Linked DNA regions of Oryctolagus cuniculus: region 1 is linked to region 2. Evidence: chromatin contacts called from public Micro-C data. All regions are on one chromosome and are shown on one strand. The core of a region is the stretch at or near the end of the contact, and the rest is flanking DNA. Distances in the headings are between cores, read along the strand shown. Region 1 holds the start of L2HGDH (L-2-hydroxyglutarate dehydrogenase). Region 2 holds the start of ATL1 (atlastin GTPase 1).

What was found. Hi-C and Micro-C count contacts between places; a contact is called where the count stands out from the background.
Region 1: a Micro-C map of ear pinna shows a contact between it and region 2, with 4 times the contacts expected there. The contact joins the promoter of L2HGDH here to the promoter of ATL1 in region 2. A contact is called at or near these places in 3 of 6 Hi-C or Micro-C datasets (ear pinna, psoas muscle and an unstated tissue).

Annotation. Positions count from the first base shown.
Region 1 is chr12:25,820,164-25,827,234 of mOryCun1.1, reverse strand. It overlaps L2HGDH (L-2-hydroxyglutarate dehydrogenase), which reads right to left and starts at 4,097. Exons shown (of 10, transcript XM_002718232.5): 1 at 3,758-4,097. The coding sequence starts at 3,897. It overlaps DMAC2L (distal membrane arm assembly component 2 like), which reads left to right and starts at 3,341. Exons shown (of 6, transcript XM_008269635.4): 1 at 3,341-3,479; 2 at 5,719-5,753.
Region 2 is chr12:25,609,809-25,616,084 of mOryCun1.1, reverse strand. It overlaps ATL1 (atlastin GTPase 1), which reads left to right and starts at 4,668. Exons shown (of 15, transcript XM_017348282.3): 1 at 4,668-4,782. MAP4K5 (mitogen-activated protein kinase kinase kinase kinase 5) reads right to left here and starts at 4,426. Exons shown (of 32, transcript XM_051822833.2): 1 at 4,287-4,426; 2 at 3,825-4,043. The coding sequence starts at 3,932.

The DNA of each region.
Region 1 (7,071 bases), core at 2,848-5,347, 210 kb before region 2:
CAGGTGAGCACTGGAGGACATCTGAAGGTCAAGGGGACAGCTTTTTCCACATCTCAGTCGCAAGCCAGCACCGATGAGCAGTTTAACAGTAACTTTTTAAAAAGCTTCTGATTATGAAAAAGGGCAAACCAATACAAAGTTAGAGAAAAGAGGACAATGAATCCCCATATACACATCATGCATCTTCAAAAGTCATCAACGCACAACAAATCTGTGCCTTCCATACCCCATGTATTTCATTCCCTCCTTTTTAAAACAATTTTGATGCAAATCCTAAGCATCATTATTTCATTTGTAAATGTTTCAAAATGTTATTTCTAAAGGTCTCTTTAAAACACACATGCTGGGGCACAACTGTGCCACAACACCTGTGATGCAACATCCCATATGAGCGCTGATTCGACTCAGCTTGGCCCAGCCCTGGCTTTTGTGGCACTCGAGTAGTGAACCAGTGATTGGAATATAACTCTCTGTCTTCACCTCTCTATGCTTTTCAAATAATAATTTAAAAAATCTTAGACACACACACACACACACACACACACACACACATACTACCACCTTAGAACTAAAAATAGTAACATTTTTTATATCAAATACTCTGGATAAAGCCCTTAAAAGAAAATAGAATAAAATCTTTGGGACCTAGAGTTGACATCAAAAACATAGTCTATAAGAAAAATGTGGCTAACCTGGATTCATCGAAATTTAAAACTTCTTGTGGCCGGCGCTGCGGCGCACTAGGTTAATCCTCTGCCTGCAGTGCCGGCATCCCATATGGGCGCCGATTCAAGTCCTGGCTGCTCCTCTTCTGATCCAGCTCTCTGGTATGGCCTGGGAAAGCAGTAGAAGATGGCCCAAGTCCTTGGGCCCCTGCACCCACGTGGGAGACGGGAAAGAAGCTCCTGGCTTCGGATTGGTGCAGCTCCGGCTGTTGTGGCCATCTGGGGAGTGAATCAGCAGATGGAAGACTCCCCTCTCTCTCTCTCTCTGCCTCTCTGTAACTCTGCCTTTCAAATAAATAAAGTAACTCTTAAAAAAAAAAAAAAGACTATTAAGAGGATGAAAAGATAATCAACAAGATTGGGAAAAAAATACTTGCAGCTACATTTTTGATAAAGAACCTGTACCTAGAATATGTAAAAGAGTCTCAAAACCAGCCACAGGACAAAAGGAATTAACAAATATTTCATCAGAGGACAGATATACAGATGGCCAATAAGTACATGACAAGATTCAAACACTGTAAGTTTCTGGATTATTCAAACACCATTGCCTTAGGGAAAGGCAAATCAAACCATAATGAGAGGGGCTGGTGCTGTGGTGCAGCAGGTTAATGCCCTAGCCTGAAGTGCCTTCATCCCATAGGGGCGCTGGCTCGATACCTGGCTGCTCCACTTCTGATCCAGCTTTCTGCTTCGGTCAGAGAAAGCAGGAGAAGGACCCCTGCACCAGTGTGGGAGACCCAGAAGAAGCACCTGGCACCTGGCACCTGGCTCCGGATCAGCACAGCTCCGGCCGTTGCGGCCATATGGGGAGTGAACCAACAGAAGGAAGACCTTTCTCCCTGTCTCTCCTCTCACTGTCTGTAATTCTACCTCTCAAATAAATAAAATATTTGAAAAAAAAAAAAAACCCATAATGAGATATCACTACACTCCTATTAGAATGGCTAAAATTAAAAAGTGACAGTAAAAGTGCAGATGAGGATGAAAAAAATTGGATCACTCACACACTGCTGGTTAGGATGTAAACTAGTACAGCTACTCTGGAAAAAAGCATGGAAGTCTCTTAAAAAACTAAGTATGATAAGCTGGCGCTGCAGCTCATTTGGCTAATCCTCCGCCTGCGGCACCTGCACCCGGGTTCTAGTCCCAGTTGGGGCGCCGGTTCTGTCCCGGTTGCTTCTCTTCCAGTCCAGCTCTCTGCTGTGGCCTGGGAAGGCAGTGAAGGATGGCCCAAGTCCTTGGGCCCTGCACCCGTATGGGAGACCAGGAGGAAGCACCTGGCTCCTGGCTTCGGATCGGCGCAGCACGCCGGCCGTCGCGGCCATTTGGGGGGTGAACCAATGGAAGGAAGACCTTTCTCTCTCTCTCTCTCTCTCTCTCTCTCTCTCTCTCTCTCACTGTCTAACTCTGCCTGTCCAAAAAAAAACAAAAAACAAAAAACAAAAACAAAAAACAACTAAATATGTACTTACTCCATGACTCCTCATCAATGGCATTCTTGTGCATTTCTCCCAGAGAAATGCGAACTAATGTTCACACCAAAACCTGTACACAAATGTTCACGGCAGCTTTGTTCATGACAGCCAAAAACTGCCAACAGCCCAGACGTCCTCCAGCTGGTGAATGATCTGTACCACACACCCATACCATCAAATGCTACCCAACAATGGGAAAAAGCAACACGAAAACCCTACTACCAATATCAGCAACACCGCGGATGGATCTCAAGGACCTCATACTGTGATAAAGTCAATCTTAAAAGGTCATATCCTGAGTGACACCACTCACACAGCATCCTCAAAATGGTGATGATGGAGAATGGCAGTTGTCAAGGGTTAGGAAGGGTGGGGAGGTCGGGCGTTCATATGAAGGACTGTCTTTGTGGTGATGGAATGTTTCTTTATCTTGACTAAAGTGGTGTTCATGCAAATTAACATGTATGATTAAATTGCATAGATCTACACACAAACAAATGCATGCAAATTAATGAAATCTGAACAAAATCCACAGACTGTGCCAACGGCAATATCCTGACTTTGGCACTGTATTAAATTAGATGTTATCATTGGGGTAAATGGGGGTTGAAGACAACATGGGACTTCTCTACTATTTTGCAACTTCCTATGAATATATAATCATTTTCAAAATAAAAAATATTTTAAAAACTTCAGTAATCCTAGATTTCTTCCCTTAATGAAAACGTTTCTTAATTGTCTACAGATCCCACAATCCCAGGGCTATTAACGATTATCTCATTCTAATTCCCCTCCAATCCACTGACACACAGAAGCCAGAGTTAACTTTTCAAATAGCAACCTTTAATCACCCTGGCCTCCTTAAAACCGTTTCTTGTGGTTCTTAGAATAAAATTAAAGCCGTGCTGCGATACAGCCCCTCTCCTACGTCATGCAACGCCATCTGTCTTCGAACAAGCTCTGTTCACACCCACGGAGCCCACCGTCCGGCACGACCCGCTCCTTCGCCAGAGAGCAAAGGCAGACAGCGGGTCTGGAATGTGACCCCCAGCTTCGTCACAAGACGCTGCATTCTGCAGACTCTGATGAGCAACGGAGCTGCTTCCGACAGGGGCAGCTCCAGGCAGCGGGCCCCAGGAGCTGAAAGAATTAACACAGACTCCAGCTCTTCCAAGCACCACCAGGGACGCTTCCTGTGCGCCAGGGCCTTTTCTCTTCAAATCGACCCCCTACGGGAGACACTAAGATCCTATCCACAACCGATCCTCTAAGGCGGGTAAGGAACCCGCCCAGGGCAGAACCAAGGGGCTGTGGCCAACGCCACACTCGCTCTTGACCTCTGTTCAACACCGCCTGACCTCGCGCCCAGAAATGCAACAGACGAACCCTGCAGGTTGCCAGCTCCTGGCTTTCCAGGCTGGAGCTCCACACAGGATCCCGACTTCCTCACGCCTGGGACAGGGAAGTAGGAGCAGGGGCCTAGGTCTAGCACAGGGCACCTCGGAGACAAGCAACAGCAGCGAAGGCGGCGAGGGCGGGCCACCGGCCACTCACCTGCTGCTGGCGCTACGGTCACCTCTGCACAGAGACCAGGGCTTCCGCCACGCTGGTCCGCACTCCCTGGGGAAGCCCCCGCGGAGAGCCCCGCGGGCCCCTCTGCAGGCCCCCCCTAGATAACGCAGCGCCGCCACCATCGCCTGAGCCCCCTCCTCTCCTCTCAGCCTGAACTCCAGTCGGCTCCCGGGCGTGCTCTTTCTGGCTCCGCCCCTCGAGCAGGGACCAATGAGGGTTGCGCCTTTGGCCCACGTGGGAAGGCGCCGGTGGCCAATAGGCGCGCGCAGCGGAGGGCGCAGGGCAGGCCGGCGCCGTAGACGCCGGGGACGGTGGCTCACTGGTTCTCTCCGACGCTGTGAGTAGCGGAGCTAGGCCGCGAGCGGGGCGGGGTCGGCCGGCGGTGGTGGTCACACCTCTGCCCGTCCCTTCTCGCGGTGCTGAGCTGACTGAAAACCTGGCCCGCCGGGTCGCGCGCCACCGATCCTTCCCGCAGAGCGGGAGAAAGTCTGGGCGCGATTTTGGTGAAAACTCTTGGGCGCGTCCAGCGGCTCCCCTTCCCCGCTCGACCTGCCCCCTGCGGGCAGCTGCAGGCCCAAGGCTGGACATGGCCCGGCCCACACCGAACCCAGGGTCCACCCAACAGGGGCGCCCCGGCTGGAGGGAGGCCCCTTGTAGACTTTTCTTTTATGAGGTCACTGGCGGCGGCTCATAATCAGTGACTGATTCTCCTTGTAAATACTCAGTTCTGGGCGGGGCACTGGGGACTGGATGGACAGAGAGCTTGGTCTATAGCGTTCATCAGTCTGTGCCTTTTTCTGAAATCCTGGGCCAACATACAGTTGTAAATTCACCTTGTACAGGTCGGCTCACCTCTGTTTCCTTACCTGTAATGTGCGGGTGATGAGCTACGTAGGCTCTAAGGCACTTTCTTACTAAAAATGTGTGGTTCTCTGTCTCCGTGCTAGTTTAACACCCGTTTTCGGTGCTCGCTGGCAGTTTGGAATCCATAGAGTCCACGCAGCTGCACAGATCATGAATAGGGTAGCGACAGCTCTGGCCGGAAGGGCTTGACTTGCCTGGTCAGGTCGCTAACAAGGTGGCTCTGGGAAGCCAGTTCACCTGTCTAGGACTGTCCACAGATCCTCAGTGAGATGGACCCCCCTCCACACACACACCCAGCAGATGACAGGAGCCTGAGGCTTCTCGGGTCCTGAGCCAAGTGAAGAATTAGATAACCCGCAGCTGTTCACTACCAGGACAGCATATTTTGATTTTTTGGTGAGAACAATGTAGCATGTTGCCTGCTTGTTCCATCACGGTTGGAAAAAAAATGTTGTAAACATTCAACTTTTTGAGATGGTTGTAGATTAACAGTTGTTAACAATAGAAATCCTGTGTATTTTTCACTCTGTCTCCCCATCTTGCCTAACTGGAGTATAATATCATAACCAGGCTCTCGACGCTGGCAGAACCCATTGATTTTACTCAGATTTTCTGAGTTTAGCATTTCTGTGTGCACCATTAGATTACGTGTTGCCACGTATGTAGACTGTGGTGTACATCACCAAGGTCCCAACACAGCAGTTTCATCACTACGAGAGTCCCTCCCCCACCCCTTTGATAAGAACAGCTTCCCCGTGCAGCTTGGCCCCCATCTGCCCCTCTAAAATGTTGTCATTTCAAGAATGTTGCAGAAATGTAATTGTACAGTATATAACTTTCAGAGATTAGCATTTCAGTCAACTAATCCCTTGAGATCCATCCAAATTTTTGCATGTATTCATAGCAATAGTCCATTCCTTTTTATGGAATACATTCCATAATATGAATATACTGCAGGATGTTTAACCATTTGCCCATTGAAATATATTTTGAATTGATTCCATTTTTCAGTTGCTAGAATAATGCTATTATGAGCATTAATGTATAACTGTGTGTGAATGGGTGTTTTGTTTTTCTAGGGTGAGTCCCAAGAATCAAATTGCTGAGTTATATGGTAAGTGCGTTTAATTTTTTAAAAAATACTTTTAAAAAGTATATTTATTTGTCTTTCTTTTTTTAAGTATATTTATTTGTTTGTTTGAAAGGCAGAGTTACACAGAGAGAGGGAGAGACAGAGAAGAGAGAGATCTTCCATCTGCTGGCTCACTGCAAAAAGCCAAGTTGGCCAGGGCTTGGCCAGATAAAAGCCATAAGCCTGGAACTCCATCTAGGTCTTCCATGTGGATGGCAAGGGCCCAAGCACTGGAACCATGTTCCGCTGCTTCCTCAGGCACATTAATAGGGAGTCAGGGGCCCAGCGCTGTGGCGCAGTAGGTTAATCCTCTGCCTGTGGCACCTATTCTAATCCCAGCTGTTCCTCTTCCAATCCAGTTCTCTACTATGGCCTGGGAAAGCAGTGGAAGATGGTTCAAGTCCTTGGGCCCCTACACCTGTGTGGGAGACCCAGAGGAAGCTCCTGGCTCCTGGCTTCAGATCAGCTCAGTTCAGCTCAGCTCCAGCCGTTGTGGTCATTTGGGGAGTGAACTAGTGGATGGAAGACCTTTCTGTCTCTCCCTCTCACTGTAAATAATTAAAATCTTAAAAAAATAAAATAGGGAGCTGGATTGGAACTGAAGCAGCGATGACTCAAACCAGGGCTCATACGGGATGTGGCTTAACCACCTTCTGAGCCAGAACACAGTATATATTTAGTTTGTAAGAAACTGCCTGACTTTTCCACAGTGGCTGTACCATTTTATACTCCCACCAGCAATGTTTGAAGTACTTTTCATTGTCAACAGCATCAAGGTGGTGTCACTATTTCTTGTTTTAACCATTCTGGTAGGTATAAAGTAGACATCATTGGTTTTTAGCTTACACAGGATACAGTTGATCTGATACTAGATTGAATACATAATTACATACTTTAGGGGCTGTGATCAGACTTTTGTCATGATTTTTAAGAATTATCAAGTGACTTTGAGCATGTGTTTCCTTGCTTAGCAAGGGGGAAATGACTCAGAGTACACATGCTCTCTTTGTACAAATTGCTCTGCTTGACTCCCCCTCTGTCGCTCCCCCTCTTTGTGGAGGAATGACACAGGACCCTGCGCTGTTCTTTTGTCTGCTCGGCCCTTCCCGGGTTGGCTGCTGGTTCTTCCCGGGTTGGCTACCGTCCTTCCACCTCCGTGGAAGGGCGGTTCCCCCTGCCACTTTCCCCACTTCCGCGGGGGAGCAGCACACCGCCAGCCGGCTCTCTCGAGGGCTGCTCAGATGTTCCTCAGGTGTTCCTCTTAGATGTTCCTGGTGCATGTTGTCTCTCTCCTCCTTTA
Region 2 (6,276 bases), core at 3,419-5,918:
GCTCTCTGCTGTGGCCCGGGAAGGCAGAAGGTAGCCCAAGTGCTTGGGCCCCTGCGCCCGTGTGGGAGACCCAGAAGCTCCTGGCTCCTGGCTTCAGATTGGCACAGCTCTGGCCTTTGCAGTCATCTGGGGAGTGAACCAATGGAAAGAAGACCTCTCTCTCTGTCTCTCCCTCTCAATGTCTGTAGCTCTACCTCTCAAATAAATAAAATAATTTTAAAAAAACTTTAAAAAATATTAATTCACAACTTCAAAGCTATAGTGCTTTTAAAGCTCCTACTTCATAAGATGCCTCAAGTGTTTTAAAAAAAAGGTGAGAATATTGAGTAGAAGAGTGACTTATTTATCTTCATTATTCTTCACTATAATTATTTCATAAGTTTATATCATAGATTGAAAAATACTTCTAAAATTTACTAGAATTTTCAGGTCTTCAGAAGTAGTAATACAAAGTAAATTTAACTACCCAGAGCTTTACAAATTCAGCACTATAGTCTGTTCCATGTTTTCCGGCAAATTAAGAGGTTTAAACTGACAAAATGCCCTAAGTCTAAGAACACTGATAATAGGCTATGAAACACTTTTTCAGAAATATTTTCCCAGAGACTCAAATAATTGAAACTTGTAATAAAAATACACATGCAGGAATCAAAAAAGGCACTGCTGGAACATACATAGTATTAAATGCTAACTTAGAGGCAGTTATTTGGATTAATGCTTAGGATGCCAGTTAAGACATCTGCTTCCCACAACAAAGAACCTGGGTTCCATACTTGGCTCTGGCTCCAGTTCCTGACTCCAGTTTTCTACTCATGTGGGTCCTGGGAAGCAGTGGTGATGGCTCAAGTAATTGGATTCCTGCCACCCATACTGGGAGATCTGGATCGGATTCTTGGCTCCTGGCTGTGGCTGGCCTAGGCCCTGCCATTGTGGGCATTCAGGAAGTGAACCAGCAGATAGGAACCTCCTCTTAAATTTCAAGTGCTAACTTAGTGTTGTGATATCTAAAGCAAAGGCTCAGAGAATTAGCTGACATAATCACTGATAATTATTCATTCATTCATCAAATTTTGAGAAAGCACTTACTCTGTGCCTGCTATAATTCTAGGTACTATCAGAGACCTGTGAACAAAACAGATAAAAAATGCCTGCCCTCACGAAGCATTTTAGTGGACTGAAATAAATAAGAAGAAATTGAGTAAAACATTGTTAGACGATGATAACTACAAAGAAAAAATGAGTAAGAAAAAATGAAGAGGATGCAAAATAAGAAGGAAAGGAGTGAGCCGTGTAGTTGTCTGGGAAGACACTTTTTCTTTTCTTTTCTTTTTTTTTTTTTAAGTTTTATTCACTTATTTGAAAAGCAGAATTACAGAGATGCAGAGGCAGAGGCATAGAGAGGTCTTCCATCTGCTGGTTCACTCCCCCAGAAGGCTACAACGGCTGGAGCTGCACCAATCCAAAGCCAGGAGCTTCTTCCAGGTCTCCTACAAGGGTGCAAGGGCCCAAAGACTTGGGCCATCCTCACTGCTTTCCCAAGCCGTAGCAGGGAGCAGGATCGGAAGTGGAGCAGCCAGGACTCGAACTGGCGCCCACATGGGATGCCGGCACTGCAGGCGGCTGCTTTACCTGGTATGCCACAGCACCAGCCCCAAGGGAAGACACTTTTTCAATAGAGGAAATATCAGGAACAAAGGCCCCAAGATGGGAAGCTGCTTATTGTATTTAAGGAAAAGCAAGCAGGCCAGTGGGTTAGAGCAGAATGAGGGCAGGGAGGAGCAGAGAAGGGAGAGGTGGAGGGAAGGCCCTTCAGGTAAGGCTTTCATGGACAGGCAGGACCGCAACAGGTCGAAATGGGAGGGACTGATTCTGGGTAACTAGAACAAAAGAAAGCAAAGGACGAGGAGACACGGTTGTCTTAAGGATATTTACAAATCCAAGACTGGCCTAGAATGCAGTAAGTATACTCTAAGTGAGAGCACAAATGTGAGGGTAGGGGACTATATATATGTTGGGGTGATGTTGTGAAGGTGGGGTGTAACAAATTAAGTCTCTGACTGTTCAGGAGCCCCACAGAGAGACAGAGGGCAGGGAAGCATCAGGATAAGAGGCAGGCATTAACTGCCTCTTCAATACAACCTGTGCTTTCCCTGGTAAGAATAAAACTCTGTTCCAGATAAATTGCTTTAGTTGCTCTATCTATAAAGAAAAAAGGTGGTGGTCTTGATCTCTGCAGGGAAAAAGAGTCCTTAAATTTTCTAGTAGTAGGGAGAAAACCATTACTGGAATTGAGACTGCTGTATAACATAATCTAAGCCAGTCTAATGCATGTCGAAACATAAGACAAAGATGACTAAAAAATGGGACTGAGAAGGCAAACAGGAATTTCAGTTTTTAAAGGAACATTCCACAAGCTGAGTAACACATGGATAAACTAGGAATTTAATCAGATCTAGTTTTACATAGAAAGAGAATTCTGTTGGCTACCCATTTTGCATTCAAAGGTGTTCACAGGGAGAGAGCTGGGACTCTGCAGACAAATCAGCAACTTAGCAAGTGGAAGGGTGCTTAGCACAGATAACTCAAATGCCCATTGTTCACATTAAAAAATCTTCCACTGCAGTTCATCTCAGAGAATTAAACAGTGCCAGAGCTATCATAACCACCTTGAATCGTTACTATTAACAAAGAGGAAATTAAACAAAAGCAAGTAAATAGGAAAAGGGGATGTTTCCTGTCTTATTGCCACCTGTGCAAAACAAGCGACCCCCCCCCCAGAGGCATCTACCAGTTAATTACCCACACGATACAGTCATTTCAACTATGTGCAGGCCTGTGGTTTGAAAGAATGGTGTACATACTCTTAAACTATGACCAAATCCAATAAACCAAGAAGCTGTTGCAAAAAGTAGAGGAACTTCCCTTAATACTCATGAGTTACATTAATGCTTCCTTTTTGGAACAGAGAACAAAAAGCCTAAGGCAATCTCCAACAATCTCTTTCCTCTGGATTCTTCAGGAACATAGTGTACTTGGGCAACTGGTTTGCTTTTCTACCACGTTTTTTAAATCCTAAATTAAGAGGAATTCGTTCTCATCATTTGTTTTAAATTAACAGAAAGCGCACTGGCTGGAGAGTGCACGCACACGCGTGAACACAGACACACACACAAACACAACCTGTAGATCTTATCCACTTGTGGTTATGGGATGTTATAAACCCCAAACAGAGAAAGTGCTAATGCAGGAAAAAACCCAGCAAGTTAATGGTAGGTTTTGAATCACCAACCAGACACAAACCATCAAACTTATGCCAGGAAAGCTTATCTTTTCTGCATGGAGTAATGTTTGTAAACACATCATTTTCACCCAACACTTGACTGCTTACAGCTAGAATTAAGAAACAGGTTTCACAGGACCATTAACAACAACAACAACAAAAAAACTTATATTGGCCAAGCTCATCCATTAATTTTTTTTTTGTAATGCCTGAACGTCAATATTCTCTGCTACTGTCTTCCAGGTTTTCCACACTGACACTAGAATATTCTACCGGACAACTCCATAGCTGATTCAAAGTCGCTTCAAAACCAGAAATAAACTTTTGAAAGTCTTTACACCACAAAAAAGGTTAAGAGTGGTTTGCGACGATGTGGTTAGCTCTGCTTGCTGGCGGCGCCGAGAACCAGCAAGGGATTCGAGGGTGCTCCGAACGCAGGGAGAGGGACCCTGGCCGCTTCCTCTCCAAGATGCAACAATAAGAGCATCCTCCCCCCGGCCGGAAAGCGGCCGGAGCCCGGCGGCCGCGGCCCGGCCTGCCTCACCTTATAGACGTCCCCGTACGTGCCGCTGCCGACTCTCTGGACGAGCTCGTAGTCCTGCTGCGGGTTTCGCCTCAGGATGTCCGCGGCAGGCCGCAGCGGGGCCTCCATCTTCGCTCCGGGCCCGGCTCCCGCCGGCTCTGCCCGCGGCGCGCCCCGATTCCCGCTAACGAGGGCGAGCGCCGCCGCTTCCCAACATGGAGCCTCCGCCCGCAGCTCCGCCTGCACGAGGGACGCGCGAAGGCGGGTCAGCGTCGCCGGCTGCGACCCCCACGCGGCCCCGCGCCCCCGTGGTCCAGCCCCTTTCCTTCCGTCCCGCCCGGGGCCCTGAGGAAGCGAGCCTGGAAGGGCTCCCGGCGCCTCGCGGCCCCGTTCGGGCCACAGCCCTTCCCCCACTCCCCGGCCGCCGGCGAACTGCCCGGCCCGGCCTCCCCCGCCCGCCGGAGCCCGGGGCCGGCTGGGTACCTGAGGGGGGCGGCCCCACTCTTTGTTGAGCGCCGAGCCGGGGTGCCCACTCCCTCAACGGCGCCCGCGTCCTGCTCCCCGGCCCCGGCGGCCGCTCCGGGTCTCTCGCCGCAGCCGTCGCCGCCCGCCCGCCCGCTCGCCCGCCCGCCCGCTCGCCCGCACCGCGCGCCCTCTCGGAGGCGGCCGAGGCGCGTACAGTCGCCGCCGCCGCCGCCGCCGCACCACGTTCCCCACCCGGGGCTGCGTCACCGGGAGACACGTTCCCGGCCAGCGTGGGTCGGCGCCCAGCGGCCCGCCCGAGCGCGCCGGCCGCGGGACCAGAGTGCCGCCCTGAGGCCGGCGGAGGACACGACACCCTCCCGGCCGCGCCGCCGCGCCCCCCTAGCCCGGCGCGTCCTTCCAGGGCCTAGCTCGCTCGCTCCTGCCGCCGGAGACCCGCACAGCACGGCACTCGGGGGCCGACGGGCCTCCGTTAAACCGTCCCCAGAATCGTCAGGTAAACCTGGGCGGTGACGGGTGCAGGGAGAAGGGTGGGCACGAGAGAGAGGGGGCAGGCAGCCCTCCACGTTCAACCCGGAAAAGGTACGTTGAGGGCACCGGGCCAGGGGTAACCTGGCGGTGGGGCGCCGGGGAGGGCCGAGTTAGCCGAGCCGCGGCACGCCCTACTGCACCTTCCTGTTTTGCAAAGCATTCCCAGTGGTGCCAGTTTGAGGTTGCACCGCACACCTGCACAACCTGTCTGGTGCTGAGCTTTTCTGAGCCGTTGCTAAAAGCCTGCCGCCCCAGGAGGCTGCGCCCGGCCCCCGTCACCCTTTTGGGCACAGCCCTGGGTTGTCGCATATCTCGTGGCTGCAGGAGTTCTGCAGGGGGGTGGGGGAGAGGGCTCCGACCAAGTCAGGGTCCACAGAGCCTGGTTCTGGTTCTCCCGCTTGGATGCCATCTGGGACAGGAGTTGGTGTTTGGCAACATCTGCAGTTTTGAAGAGGATAAGGTGTTTTCCATCTGACACCCTAGAAAGTGTTGGTACAGCACTTCGCAACGTCGTGAAGAGGGTTATCAACTGTGAGAGGTTAAAACTACTTGGCAGCGCGCAGAACATGGAATAGGCAGCCAGGGACGTCATTGGGCCGGTGTTTTCTCACAAGTTGTTTTTTGCAGTTTCGGTTCCAGTCTGGCTTGGGAGATAGAGATTCAGTTGCCAGCTTTCTGTATGCTGCAGAAGTTATTCCGTGAACCCAGCAGAGGTTTATAACAGAAGAGCCAGATAACAGGCAGCGCTCTTAGTGACCGGAAAATCGCCAAAGAGTAATTGCAGATGTTGGCACGTGGCGTTTAGCACCCACCTCAACCCTGTTCCTGGGAAGTAGGTGCCTGATTGTTGGTCGTTGAAACCAGTTGTATGATGTAGAAAGTAAATCAAGGCTTCTACAGGACAGGGGATACATGGATTTTCTTGGGCTTTGCACACAAAGGCAGTTATTTAGGGCACATAAGTAAGCCCAGACATAACATGCTCCATGGACAAAGCCCGTGTGTTTGCTGCATTGAAAAAATCGTTGAAGAACAGTTCTTTCTTTCAGAGCTTCTTGGCACTCGTTTTGGTGGGCACATATTCTGACTTCGATGACTCAAAAATCTCTTCAAATGTTCTGTTGGTGTCTTAGTACTTGTTTACTGTCATTGACTTCTTTTTTAAAAGAAAATCTGGCCTGATACGTTGATTCTTTCTCTAGTAAGAAATTCGTTTCTTCTTTCTTAGACCTGTATTAGTCCACAGAGAATCTGAGGCAGCACACAGAAAATTTAAACCGTAGGACAAAAAGTAAGTGAAGAAACTGCTCTGAAGTTAAAAAGAGGGAAGATAGGACATCTGAGCAAGGCAACAAATTGGCTGCAGCAGAGAATTTTTGTACTGTTTTGAGATCAGATGAGCCCGCTGATCAAGAGAGGCACATCGTTTCCTGATGTTAAGGCTGCGGAAAAAATAGAA